Linked DNA regions of Mus musculus: region 2 is linked to region 1. A link is a contact called in public HiChIP or PLAC-seq data. All regions are on one chromosome and are shown on one strand. The core of a region is the stretch at or near the end of the contact, and the rest is flanking DNA. Distances in the headings are between cores, read along the strand shown. Region 1 overlaps 4932412D23Rik (RIKEN cDNA 4932412D23 gene). Region 2 overlaps Zbtb20 (zinc finger and BTB domain containing 20).

What was found. HiChIP or PLAC-seq counts read pairs in DNA pulled down with a chosen protein or histone mark.
Region 2: a contact with region 1 is called in an H3K4me3 HiChIP or PLAC-seq map of forebrain, with 4 times the contacts expected there. The contact joins two enhancer-like sites. A contact is called at or near these places in 5 of 115 datasets of contacts at active chromatin or transcription factors (cardiomyocytes, embryonic forebrain, forebrain and 2 more) and 1 of 9 other capture datasets (embryonic tail).

What each region holds. Positions count from the first base shown.
Region 1 is chr16:42,776,673-42,783,041 of GRCm38.p6, forward strand. All of the region lies in intron 1 of 4932412D23Rik (RIKEN cDNA 4932412D23 gene), which reads right to left. Among named protein-coding and RNA genes, the nearest start is that of 4932412D23Rik, 96 kb to the right of the region's middle. Within about 2 kb of position 4,664, at least 137 of the 459 cell types and tissues checked have an H3K27ac peak or open chromatin away from gene starts, as enhancers often do. A contact at or near this core is called in embryonic forebrain and forebrain, where this site is marked.
Region 2 is chr16:43,505,870-43,512,132 of GRCm38.p6, forward strand. All of the region lies in intron 5 of Zbtb20 (zinc finger and BTB domain containing 20), which reads left to right. Among named protein-coding and RNA genes, the nearest start is that of Gm15713, 89 kb to the left of the region's middle. Within about 2 kb of position 4,867, at least 37 of the 459 cell types and tissues checked have an H3K27ac peak or open chromatin away from gene starts, as enhancers often do. A contact at or near this core is called in embryonic forebrain and forebrain, where this site is marked.

The sequences.
Region 1 (6,369 bases), core at 3,414-5,913:
GTGAATTTGCTTCCTTTTTTTCTAGGGCTTTTAGATGTGTTGTCAAGCTGCTAGTATGTGCTGTCTCCCGTTTCTTCTTGGAGGCACTCAGCGCTATGAGTTTCCCTCTTAGAAATGCTTTCATTGTGTCCCATAGGTTTGGGTACGTTGTGGCTTCATTTTCATTAAACTCTAAAAAGTCTTTAATTTCTTTCTTTATTCCTTCCTTGACCAAGGTATCATTGAGAAGAGTGTTATTCAGTTTCCATGTGAATGTTGGCTTTCCATTATTTATGTTGTTATTGAAGATCAGTCTTAGGCCATGGTGGTCTGATAGGATACATGGGACAATTTCAATATTTTTGTATCTATTGAGGCCTGTTTTGTGACCAATTATATGGTCAATTTTGGAGAAGGTCCCGTGAGGTGCTGAGAAGAAGGTATATCCTTTTGTTTTAGGATAAAATGTTCTGTAGATATCTGTCAGGTCCATTTGTTTCATAACTTCTGTTAGTTTCACTGTGTCCCTGTTTAGTTTCTGTTTCCACGATCTGTCCTTTGAAGAAAGTGGTGTGTTGAAGTCTCCCACTATTATTGTGTGAGGTGCAATGTATGCTTTGAGCTTTACTAAAGTGTCTCTAATGAATGTGGCTGCCCTTGCATTTGGTGCGTAGATATTCAGAATTGAGAGTTCCTCTTGGAGGATTTTACCTTTGATGAGTATGAAGTGTCCCTCCTTGTCTTTTTTGATAACTTTGGGTTGGAAGTCGATTTTATCCGATATTAAAATGGCTACTCCAGCTTGTTTCTTCAGTCCATTTGCTTGGAAAATTGTTTTCCAGCCTTTCACTCTGAGGTAGTGTCTGTCTTTTTCCCTGAGATGGGTTTCCTGTAAGCAGCAGAATGTTGGGTCCTGTTTGTGTAGCCAGTCTGTTAGTCTATGTCTTTTTATTGGGGAATTGAGTCCATTGATATTAAGAGATATTAAGGAAAAGTAATTGTTGCTCCCTTTTATTTTTGTTGTTAGAGTTGGCATTCTGTTCTTGTGGCTGTCTTCCTTTTGGTTTGTTGAATGATTACTTTCTTGGTTGTTCTAGGGCGTGATTTCCGTCCTTGTATTGCTTCTTTTCTGTTATTATCCTTTGAAGGGCTGGATTCGTGGAAAGATATTGTGTGAACTTGGTTTTGTCGTGGAATACTTTGGTTTCTCCATCTATGGTAATTGAGAGTTTGGCCGGGTATAGTAGCCTGGGCTGGCATTTGTGTTCTCTTAGTGTCTGTATAATATCTGTCCAGGCTCTTCTGGCTTTCATAGTCTCTGGTGAAAAGTCTGGTGTAATTCTGATAGGCCTTCCTTTATATGTTACTTGACCTTTCTCCCTTACTGCTTTTAATATTCTATCTTTATTTAGTGCATTTGTTGTTCTGATTATTATGTGTCGGGAGGAATTTCTTTTCTGGTCCAGTCTATTTGGAGTTTTGTATGCTTCTTGTATGATCATGGGCATCTCTTTTTTTATGTTTGGGAAGTTTTCTTCTATTATTTTGTTGAAGATATTAGCTGGCCCTTTAAGTTGAAAATCTTCATTCTCATCAATTCCTATTATCCGTAGGTTTGGTCTTCTCATTGTGTCCTGGATTACCTGGATGTTTTGAGTTAGGATCCTTTTGCATTTTGTATTTTCTTTGACTGTTGTGTCGATGTTCTCTATGGAATCTTCTGCACCTGAGATTCTCTCTTCCATTTCTTGTATTCTGTTGCTGATGCTCGCATCTATGGTTCCAGATCTCTTTCCTAGGGTTTCTATCTCCAGCGTTGCCTCGCTTTGGGTTTTCTTTATTGTGTCTACTTCCCCTTTTAGTTCTAGTATGGTTTTGTTCATTTCCATCACCTGTTTGGCTGTGTTTTCCTGCTTTTCTTTAAGAGCCTGTAACTCTTTAGCAGTGCTCTCCTGTAAATCTTTAAGTGACTTATGAAAGTCCTTCTTGATGTCCTCTATCATCATCATGAGAAATGTTTTTAAATCTGGGTCTAGATTTTCGGTTGTGTTGCGGTGCCCAGGACTAGGTGGGGTGGGAGTGCTGCGTTCTGATGATGGTGAGTGGTCTTGATTTCTGTTAGTAGGATTCTTACGTTTGCCTTTCGCCATCTGGTAATCTCTGAAGCTAGCTGTTTTAGTTGTCACTGTTAAGAGCTTGTTCTTCAGGTGACTCTGTTAGCCTCTATGAGCAGACCTGGAGGGTAGCACTCTCCTTAGTTTCAGTGGGCAGAGTATTCTCTGCAGGCAAGCTCTCTTCTTGCAAAGCAGGTACCCAGATATCTGGTGTTCGAACCAGACTCCTGGCAGAAGTTGTGTTCCACTCACTAGAGGTCTTAGGATCACGTGTGGAATCCTCTGTGGGCCCTTGCGGGTGTCAGGCGACTCAGCTGGCAAGGTAGCCGGGGCTCGAGTGGAGTGGAAGGGGTTTGTGCCCCAGATCAAGCCCGGGTAGCCTGCTTCCCTATGTACTGCAGTCTCAAGTTCCACGCGATTGGATTGGGGTAGGCGCTGTGTTCCACTCACCAGAGGTCTTAGGGTCCCGTGGGAAGTCCCGTGTGGGCCCTTGCGGGTGTTGGGCAAGACTCTGCTGTCAAGGTAGCCCGGGGCTCGAGTCTCGAGTCGAGCGGAAGGGACTTGTGCCCCAGATCAGGCCCGGGTAGCCTGCTTCCCTATGTACCGCAGTCTCAAGTTCCGCGCGATTGGATTGGGGCAGGCACTGTGATCCACTCACCAGAGGTCTTAGGGTCCCGTGGGGAGTCCCGTGTGGACCCTTGCGGGTGTTGGGCAAGACTCTGCTGGCAAGGTAGCCCGGGGCTCGAGTCACGAGTCGAGCGGAAGGGACTTGTGCCCCAGATCAGGCCCGGGTAGCCTGCTTCCCTATGTACCGCAGTCTCAAGTTCCGCGCGATTGGATTGGGGCAGGCACTGTGATCCACTCACCAGCGGTCTTAGGGTCCCGTGGGGAGTCCCGTGTGGACCCTTGCGGGTGTTGGGCAAGACTCTGCTGGCAAGGTAGCCCGGGGCTCGAGTCTCGTAGACTCAACTCTTGAAAGAGGAGTCAATAGCAGATACCAGGTCCAATAGTTTGCACCAGATCACTGCGCCTCCACCCAGGGTCCAAGGTGATCCTCCTTGTTTTGATCAGGGTGCTTGGGGTGGAGGACAATTTCTGCTTCTAATGTAATTGGGAGAGAAATGAGGGATGGGTCCAAAAATAACTACAAGAGAGGAATCTATCCTCAGTGCCCTCCAATAATTCCTATCTGGCTATCTAGCATTACCCTCTCAAAAGTTAAGGCTCAGGAATCATTTAAGAGATGGGTTATACTGGGGAGTAGATGTAGCTATTTCCACTATTGAAATCCGGAGACCCAGCTCCAAAATTACTCACCAGAAGGGACTAGCGCCAATACTGGGGTTTGGCCTTACTCAGTAAAGCTTCCAGGCAGGAGTGATGCATTGCGGAGAAGAGAGAGATAACAAGAAACCAGAGATTCCTTCTGGCATTCCTGGCCTCTAGCCAGCATAAGAGGACAAATCTAGCTTCTGGCTGAGGACAAGAATGGAGATACTGCCTTCAGGGTCCCACTCCCTAAAATTCCCTATCTCCCATTCTTATCACTCTTGCAATGATCTACTGGTCTAAGTTTATTATGTTTCCTGAGAACCTAGGAAAACACATTGTAAATAACTAGGAAGAAAACTAATTCCACATATATCTTATAATATGCATAGGCCAAAGTTTTCCTCATTGTGAAATAAGGCAGTTAGATTAAATGACCTCCAAGACCTTGTCCAGGGAGGGTTGCCCAGCTGTACCAGCTCGCCTGATATTGTCCTCATTTTACAACCACAGTGTTTACATCCTGGAGAGATTTTTCAGACCTTACCATCCCAAGATAGGATGGTTTATATTAAATTTCAAATTCTGGGACAAATGGCTGAAGTGCCTATTTAACATATCAAAGCAAATGTGGCATCCATGTTCTCCCAGCGTTCTTCAGCCCCTACCTGCTACAAGTTCTTCCTCGTTTGCATCTCTGCCCCCTACCCTGAACTCTCTAGCCCAGGGGGCTGGATTGCTCCCCCCTATATGATCCAGCCATTTTGGTTACCCACACTTTTTGTATCTTTGCCCTATAGGTTGCTGCAACTGGTTCCCTCTCTCTCCTCTCCCTTCTCCTCCCTCCCATACTCCGATGGCTCAGGGTCATGTCCACTCGGGATTCTCCCAGATGTCTCTGAGTCTGGCTAAGCTCCCCCTTTCATCTACAATGACATCCCTCCTCCCCCATATCGAGGAGCAGTTCTGTCTTTTCCTTTTTATTTCTTTTTTTTTTTTTTTTTTCTAAAAAGGAAAGTCTAAAGCATCACTTGATGAACACATTTGAAATCACTGTTTGGTTTAAGTAGAAGTGGTTTCCAAACCCTGATGCTTAATTTCAAAAGAAATGAAAATATTTTTTGTCTTATTTCTCAAATGAGCTTGAAATTTTATATATTGTAGCGTTTACGTGACTAGTGCTGAAAGAGTTAAAAGTCGGAGGTTTTTTTTTTATCGCCCTCTGTGAAGTCCCTGGATAGGATCTACTTCTGACCTCAGCTGTGGCATGTGACAAGTGCTTTGTAGCTTCACATCACAGCTGCATGAGGTCACTGGCAATCCTTTCAGGAGCTGATCCCGCAGCCTCATTTCCTTGACAGAGTAAAGCATTTTACTAGATCTAAGATTAGGCGTATTTGTAACTGGTACGCAAATTATCAGTTATTATTTGGTATTCACGTTACTGCCATGGTTTCTGTGATTCATCCAATGCAGTCTGTGTAAAAAGCAATGACCTCATTCTTTGCTGGATCTAAAATCAGTCATGGTCACTAAAGCCCCTTGTTCTACACAAAAGAAAGAAATCAGATGACCTTTGCTCTGACCCTTGACTTGATATTTACAAAAGCTAATTATGGGGAGGGCCAACTCTCTTTTATCATTCAAGGACATTTGGCTAAGGTCTACTCCTTAAATAAAAAACAAAATGTCATTCAGAGGGCTATTTAAGGCTGTATACAGTATAAGGAAATCTACTCTGATGTTAATTTGGCGTTTTTGGCCATCAACATTGATTTTCTCAAAGTCAATCACGTAAAACATGGGAGGGGTTATATGTCTCTCATTAAAATCAAAGTGGCTCACTAACAAAAGGGAGTTGGTTATCTGGAGGTCTGGCAGTTGGAGGTCAGAGAGACACGTGGTCTGATAGCTTCAGCTAAACCTCTCTCAGTTTTCACTACCACGCCCCTGCCCCTGCTTCTGCTGGAAAAGAACTACCAGGCACTATGCATTGCTTTAACTCTAAGGGCTCTAAGGGTTACTTGGTTGATAAGGAGACCACCCCTAAAACAGAAGGCAGCCACTAATCCCCAGTGGGATTATTTAGTTACCTTTATTATAATAACAATGCTTACAAATACAGGTTTAAGGTAAACAAACATTCAGAAGAAAGAAAAAGAAAGAAAGCATCAGATAGTTAGAACAATGGGAGACACACAGTCCTTTTTTTCCCGGGGCTTCCCCTTGGCTGGCCTTTTCTTTGGGGAAAAGTAGAAGTCTGAATTCTTTTGTTCATTTCAGCCACCGCCCTTTTGCAATCTGAGTCTGAGCAAGGCTGCCACGCCCAGGAAAGGGACAAAGGCAGAGAAAGGGGATCTCTGGGCACTGACACAGCTCCACTTACTTAAACAGGACTCATTTGTTGGTCTCAGTAACATAGCTGTACACATCAGTTACCATCTCTATAAACAAACAATTAAAACAGGGGCATAAAATATATGCATGCTCTGAAATTCTATCTGATTAAAGTATTCTTTTCCTAGAAAGACAGGCAGCCAGAGTTCTACTCGTTTCAGAAAAAGGATGAATGCTGCCCCCTCTTGACTAAGTGCTGGATACGCTGAACAGCCATAAACTCTAATGGCTAGCCAGTGGGAATAAAGATCCTACTTTTGTACAGAGAATTTTAATGAAATCTTAGAAGCTGGAAGGTTAGAGGAAGCTCAAAGTTTATCTCAATGGGACTTTTATAGGTTTCTGGGAGATGGGTCATGCTTTATCGATGCGCCTGCATCTTCTCAGCTGTTTCTGTTTTGTAGATTCTTAATTTTGCCTGGAATAATCATTTGAGTTTAGTGCTCTGTTTCCCCGATAAGACTGATAGACTCCTTGAGAATATGAGCCACTGCCACCCCTCCTCCTCCTCCTCCTCCTCCTCCTCCTCCTCCTTTACTTGCCTTCATAACTATCAGAATACCTTCAAAGATTCATGCATAGTGGGTATTCAACAATACATAAGCAATCT
Region 2 (6,263 bases), core at 3,617-6,116, 730 kb after region 1:
ACTTGACCTCATGGGAAGATACTAGAAGTAAGGGAAGTCTGGGCAAATCCAAAATTTCTAGGGCCGGTCACTTGTCACAGTTGCATGTTTTCTTGCGGGAAATTCTTGAATTCCACTCAAAAGTCTATATTTTTGTAGAATTTGTAAACGATCCTAAAATGAAAGTCACTCACCAAAAATAAAAGAAACTAAGTCTTTAAAAAGTTTTAGCTTAAAGGCAAGAGGCTTGGGGATTTTTTTCTGCCCTTGCTCCCCACCCCAGCCCCCACACATACTTTGCTTGGTTTCTTTTTCTTTTCTTCTCTTTTTTTCCCCTCTCCTGAATCCTTTTGTTACTGCAGCTGTTGTACCTGCATATTTGGTTTGTGTGTGTGAGTGTCCTCTCCTCACCCTTCATCTCTCTCCCTGTCTGCTGTTTGGGGTGGCCAGAGGATTTTCTGAGAGGGACAGAGGGAGGACTGGAAGAGGAAGAGGCTGTTGCTGAATGCAGCAGTACCCCCCCCCCCAAGTCAGGCAGCCCCGTCAGCTAGCTGTGCTGGGAGAGTACAGTGAGAGGTGATAGCTGTCATTCTGGGATTCTTCGTAGGTCTGACCTGAGAGTAACACACTCAACAGTCGAGGAGAAAGGGGAACATAGAGGAGGAAGAAAGAAACGCTCTTTGAGCTGGAATACACTGGCCCTTTCTTCCTGGAGGCAATCCGCTCTGGTTCTTGGCGACGTGTCCTGCACTATCAGATATCATATGACTTTTTATTTAGATTTCTTTTTGGAGAATGGCCTGTTAGGACTCTGTTTGTTTTCTTTTATTTAATTTCCTTCTCCCTTCACCCGCTAGTTTTGTGTATCTGTGTGTCAGAGTGTGTGCACGCATGCATATGTGTGTGCAGTTTTTATCTTTGTTTTTGTTCTGTTGATCGGATGCTTTATTTAAGGACAAAGCTTTAATTATTTCAGTATAGTGGTTTAATCATTTGCCAAAAAGAAACCTCATTCCAGGCTTTTGGGGGCTTGGGGTCCATTTTTAAACACATCCATTAACCCAGGAGGCTGCAGCTCCTGATGCCTGCTGGTCAGACCTTGGCCCACTCCCCCACCCTCACTTACCCCTCCTCCTCAGCAGCGTGCACAGCAGCGTGAGGTAGGAAACACCTGTGCGGAGTTGTGAGGGAAATAAAAGTAGAGGCAACTTCTTCAAATCTGGGCTCCTGCTTTCACTTTAATAAACTTTTTTTTCCGATCTTTGATTTTTTTTTTCTTTTCTTTTTGGCACCCTCTGTTGAGCTTGAAAACATCAGAGATAGTTAAGGATATGTCCGTGGCGCTTTTGTGAGGCCAGCTGAGCACCACTGGAAAGTGGAGCAGGAGTTGCAATCTATTCAGAGACTTAAGATTAAGTAAGAGATTTAAATAAGGTCTTTGAGATCTGTGCGCTGCTCGGTCAGGGTTTGGTGATAGGTGGTAGATGGGGTATTTAGGGTATTCAAGGCAGGGAGAGAGAAAATCCCAAACTGGAGAAAGACGAGCAGTTTTGCTGCAATTAGTACTTTTAAAACCTTAACTCAATCGAATTTTTATTTTATGTATCTCAAAATTTAGCTGACCAATATGTGATCAGCTATCTTTCCATGCTTGCTGTGCAATTATACTGACAATTCTTGCTGAATTTACCCTATAATTTCATGTATTTTTTTAGTTTTGGAGAGTTCAGATTTTAGTTAGAAAAAAAAAAAGCATAACTTCTCTCGATATGCCTAAAGTGGTCTATACATTATTCTTGCCATACTGAACATACTAGATTCTGATTGTATGTGTATGTTTTTGTGTTACAACACACAAGACTGCCTTAAAGACTCAGGTGACCGCTACATCCTTCAGACCTGTAGATTTTAGCTTCTTGTTACTTGTTCTGAAATTATTTTTCATGGACCTTTAATGTGCAATGTCTTTTTTTTTTATAACCAATTGTGAGTTTTGTTGAAACTTGAAGAGAAATTTATTCCACCCCTTTAAGAGTACCCAAAAGGGAAGGGAGAACTATTCTCTTTCAGCTCAAAAAAAAAATTTTTTTTAGAAACCTTTTTCCCCCAACGGAAAACTCCAAAACAGCTCTGTCTCAGAACGTTAAACTTGGCATGGGTAAGAAATGTGAGTTTTGCTTTGTTTGAGGAAATTTGTTTTCGAGACAACAATGTTATAAATATTTTTAAATTGCCTGCTGAGCATGCGCTGTCTCTGACTTTATTCATAGTTTTAAATACACACCAATGCAATCTTCTGAATGGCCACAGGTAAGGCTGTCGGTTTGTGGGATTCTTCTCTGAGGCACCTTCAGTGAGTCTCCTCAGTTTTCCAGAAGGGAAAGGGGCAGGAGCTGAGCTCAGACCTGGATACCCTTCTAACTATCCTAGAGAAAAAGTGAATTGCCCTCTAAGGCTTGCACACTGTACTTAGGGTAAGTACTATTCAACTTTTCTTTCCTGTATGAGTTGCCTGCCTTAACTTTCTGGCTTATTACTAGCAGAGTAAATGGGGAAATTTTTTAACTCAAGGAGGAATTTGCCTGAAACAGAAGATTTGCAGATTTAAGGGCATCTATTGTGCATAAATTTAGGGATCCGCGAATTTGCCAGTAAAATGCTAGCAGCTCAGTGCTTACAGAGCAAAGATGTGCTAGTCTGAACATGTCTGAGCTCATCTGGAATCGAAAGCTAAATCTAGGTGGGCCTGTTATAATACCCGAAAAGGAACACATGTGTCTTTTGTACAGGCTTTTTTTTTTTTTTTTTTTTTTTAAAGCCAGCCTTCCAAAGGCAAGTGACAAAAGAATTGGACTGGCCTCTTGCTCAGTTGGTCCTGTACTTTCCTCCTGCAGATACACACCCAGGTGCTCTTGCTGGTTCAGTGTGTTGTCATAGCTGCTGAGGAACAGTCTCTCCAGTCAGTAGTGGAAACACTTCCCACTTCCAGAAAGCTTTATCTCCACTCTCGATGTGATGTTGTCTCATGTAGGCATCTTCTGAGGTCTGCACTGTTGTTCGTAAGCTTCACAGTTCTCATTGCTCCTGCTCGAGTGCAGTTCGTCATTAGCTCTCTGTTATAGTCATGGTAGAGATTTGGTTTTCATTTTGGGAGGCCTTTTTAACTATTCAAACAAGTTACCCTCGAGGATGAAATTTCTCATACTTGTGACTCGGAAGTGAACTTGTCTTGAAAAGATTTGTAAAACAAATCTAATTAGCTGTTTGGATTTTGTTGTTGTTTTGTTTTGTTTTGTTTTTGTATTTTAAGTTCATGAATTTTAAACATTATAATAAATGTGACTGATCGGTTTTTAACAGAATATATTTTGCTATGCAGTGATTTTCTAATTCTGTCTTCTTTGTGTGCTTTAAGATCAAATTTGAAAATTCAGCGTGTTAAAAAAGAAATATTAAGAAGCCTATAGGTAGCCTATTGATATTTGCAATACCCACTTTGAAGTAATTCAGAGTTTTAACTTTCTTTCAACCTACTACCTTTTATTGCCAATCGGTATAACTTTATGCAGGTGTGTGTGTGTGTGTGTCTGTGTGTGTCTGTATATAGTTATAGATAAACATATTAATGCATACTTACATATACAATAAAAGATACACAAAGACACTTAATATTTATGTTAATTATATTTTTATATAAAAGAAAAAGAATCCGCGAACTTTTATCATTTTTCTGTAATTTTAAAATCCTATAAACTGTTAGTTCTGATTATTATATGTTTATAAACATATATTTATATCCTTATAAGTTACCTTAATTTATATTTCATAGGTTTTACACACTCCTCCATTTTATGCAGATATATTAATGTTGAAGTTTATTCAAATACCACTTGCTGTGTTCCGTATCTGTTAGTGTGTTAACAAGTGGTTTGGTTTTTTGTTTGTTTTTTTCTTTAATTTTGATTTATTCTTCTCTAAGCTAGACAGAGTATATGTTTCTCTATGTCACTGATATTCTGAGAAAGAAACTTGTAAAACTGTGATCTCCTGGAAAGCTTTCAAGTGAACAGGACATCTATATGCTCTTTAGCTTGCTTCTCCTGGATCCATTTGTCCATGCTGTGCCATCAGCAACCCTGAGAAAAACGGCGCTAGTAAGGATGGCACAATGAGTTTTCTGATCATAGACCTAGGAAGGACCAAAGAAAATTGTGGCATATGGAGGAACATGCCAAGACCTTCTCCAATAAAATCAGCTGCTTTATGCTGGTGGGTTGGATTTTTTGTTGTTGTTGGTTTTTGGGAGGTTTTTTTTTTTTTTTTGGTTTTTTTTTTTTTTTTATTTCCTTTGAATTTTTGTTTGTGACTTTTTTGGCTTGCTGGAGCATTTCCCTATAATCTTAGGAAGCCACAGCAAATTTTCAATGCCACAGCAACACTGTGCAGCCAAGGAGGGGCCCAGAGAGCTGATCCTGGGGGCTGGAGCCTTTCAGCAATCATACAAGGTAGGGGGTAAGGAAGCTATCCTTTTCTCTGAATTTTCCTGGTTTATTCAGTCTGCCAGGGACAGGGATTTTCTTCGCGTATCTTTCCTTCACTTACTTGAGGCTCTCCCTTCAATGCCAATGGCTTTCTATTGCTTCTGAGAGATGGTTCACATGGCAGAGCACCCGCTTCTGTTCTATATTGAAACATGGAAAGCTTTGAAAACTGGGAAGGACAAAGGAAAGGGGTCTTAGGGCATCTGGGAAATATCAAAAAGAGCATTAGGCTCACAGCTAGTTTTTGCCGGTCATGTCTGTAACTTCTCTGTTCTCTACAGGGCTTCTCAGTGTTAGAGTACTGAAGGGGATAACTCTAGGGTGCCAGCGAGGATCTAACTGATTCAGTAGATGGAGCTCTTCGCCCTAAGTCTGGATTTAAATTAAAGTCCCACTGCAGTTGCTGGGACTCTCTGTATTAAGGTGTGTCATGATACACACATAAAACCAAAGCTTGTGTAGCTGCAGGAAGAGATTTCCTGGCACTTTTTAAAGGCATGAAGCATGTGTTCCGAAACACAAAACTGCAGGGGAGCAGTAAAGATAGATAGGGTAGGAAGTGAAGTTTACCTATCTAAACTTCTCCCTGTGGGTTTGAATACTCCTAAGTGTGAAGTAAAACCCAGTTACCATACAAGGGACTGGTACTTTATAGACTGGTACTCCAAACCTAGAAAAACAGATAATGTGTACAGGTTTGGCTGTGTTTGTGACAAGCCTTTCAAGCTGTTTGAACTGTACGGCTCTCCTTTTATTTGACTCCGAAAAGGAATCTTAATGCTGAAATGCAGTTGTTTCATCTAGTTAGTCTAGAGAATCTGACGAATTGTGACAGTACTGTGGACAGCACAGCAGATTTGTAAGGTGCCTTTATAGGAGCAGAAATACCCAACAGTGACCGAAAATGGATCTCTAGTGTCTGCTGTAATATAGAAAAAAACCCACTTATTTATCAATTTTTAAATTAATCAAAATGAGTAATTGCCATAGCATTCTTGTCACTTTGTATTATCTTCAGTACCAATACTAAGTTTGATCATTGTCCCTCCTTGGTGCCAGGAAGGAAGGTAGATGTATGCAAGATGGAATAAATTATCTTCCTTGATCTAATGTCTTCTCACAGATTAGAGGTGTTATTGAGAATCTCTTGTTAAATCTTGATAAGATCATTTGGCCAAAACAGAACTGGCAATGGCCTTACTACCAAAATAAAAAGCATTTTTAAGGCCTTGGATTTCCTTTGCACACCACGTGTCTGAGTTTGATACAGTCCAGGAAAATAGAGAGGATGAGAGAAAATTATTCCTAAGCAGCCGCCGTAGGCCAAACACTGAAACAGTGCCAGCCCGGACCAATCAGGGGGGCTTCTTAGGAGATGTGTGCTTTGCTGAGCTCTTCTGTGAAGAGAAGAGGGAGGAAGCCCTTGAAACTGCATTAGGATGAATGAGTCTTCACTAATTTCAGCAAAGTCCATGGCAGTGAATTTGATAACTTCTTCCTTCTGTAGACATCTGAGGTTCCCAGGCCAGCAGAGACTCCCTTGTCATCGCACTGACACATCTTTTGAACAAAAGTATCTTTCTGAGTTTAAACAAGTGAAAAACTTCTCATAGAGAGCAAAGAGTAAAATTAATGGAAACTCAAAATCAATTCCAACCCCATTTCTGGCATGATGAGAGTAACATTTGTGCTGTGTTTAAAGCAGTTTAACACAAGAAAATGATAAAGTGATCAATATACTTA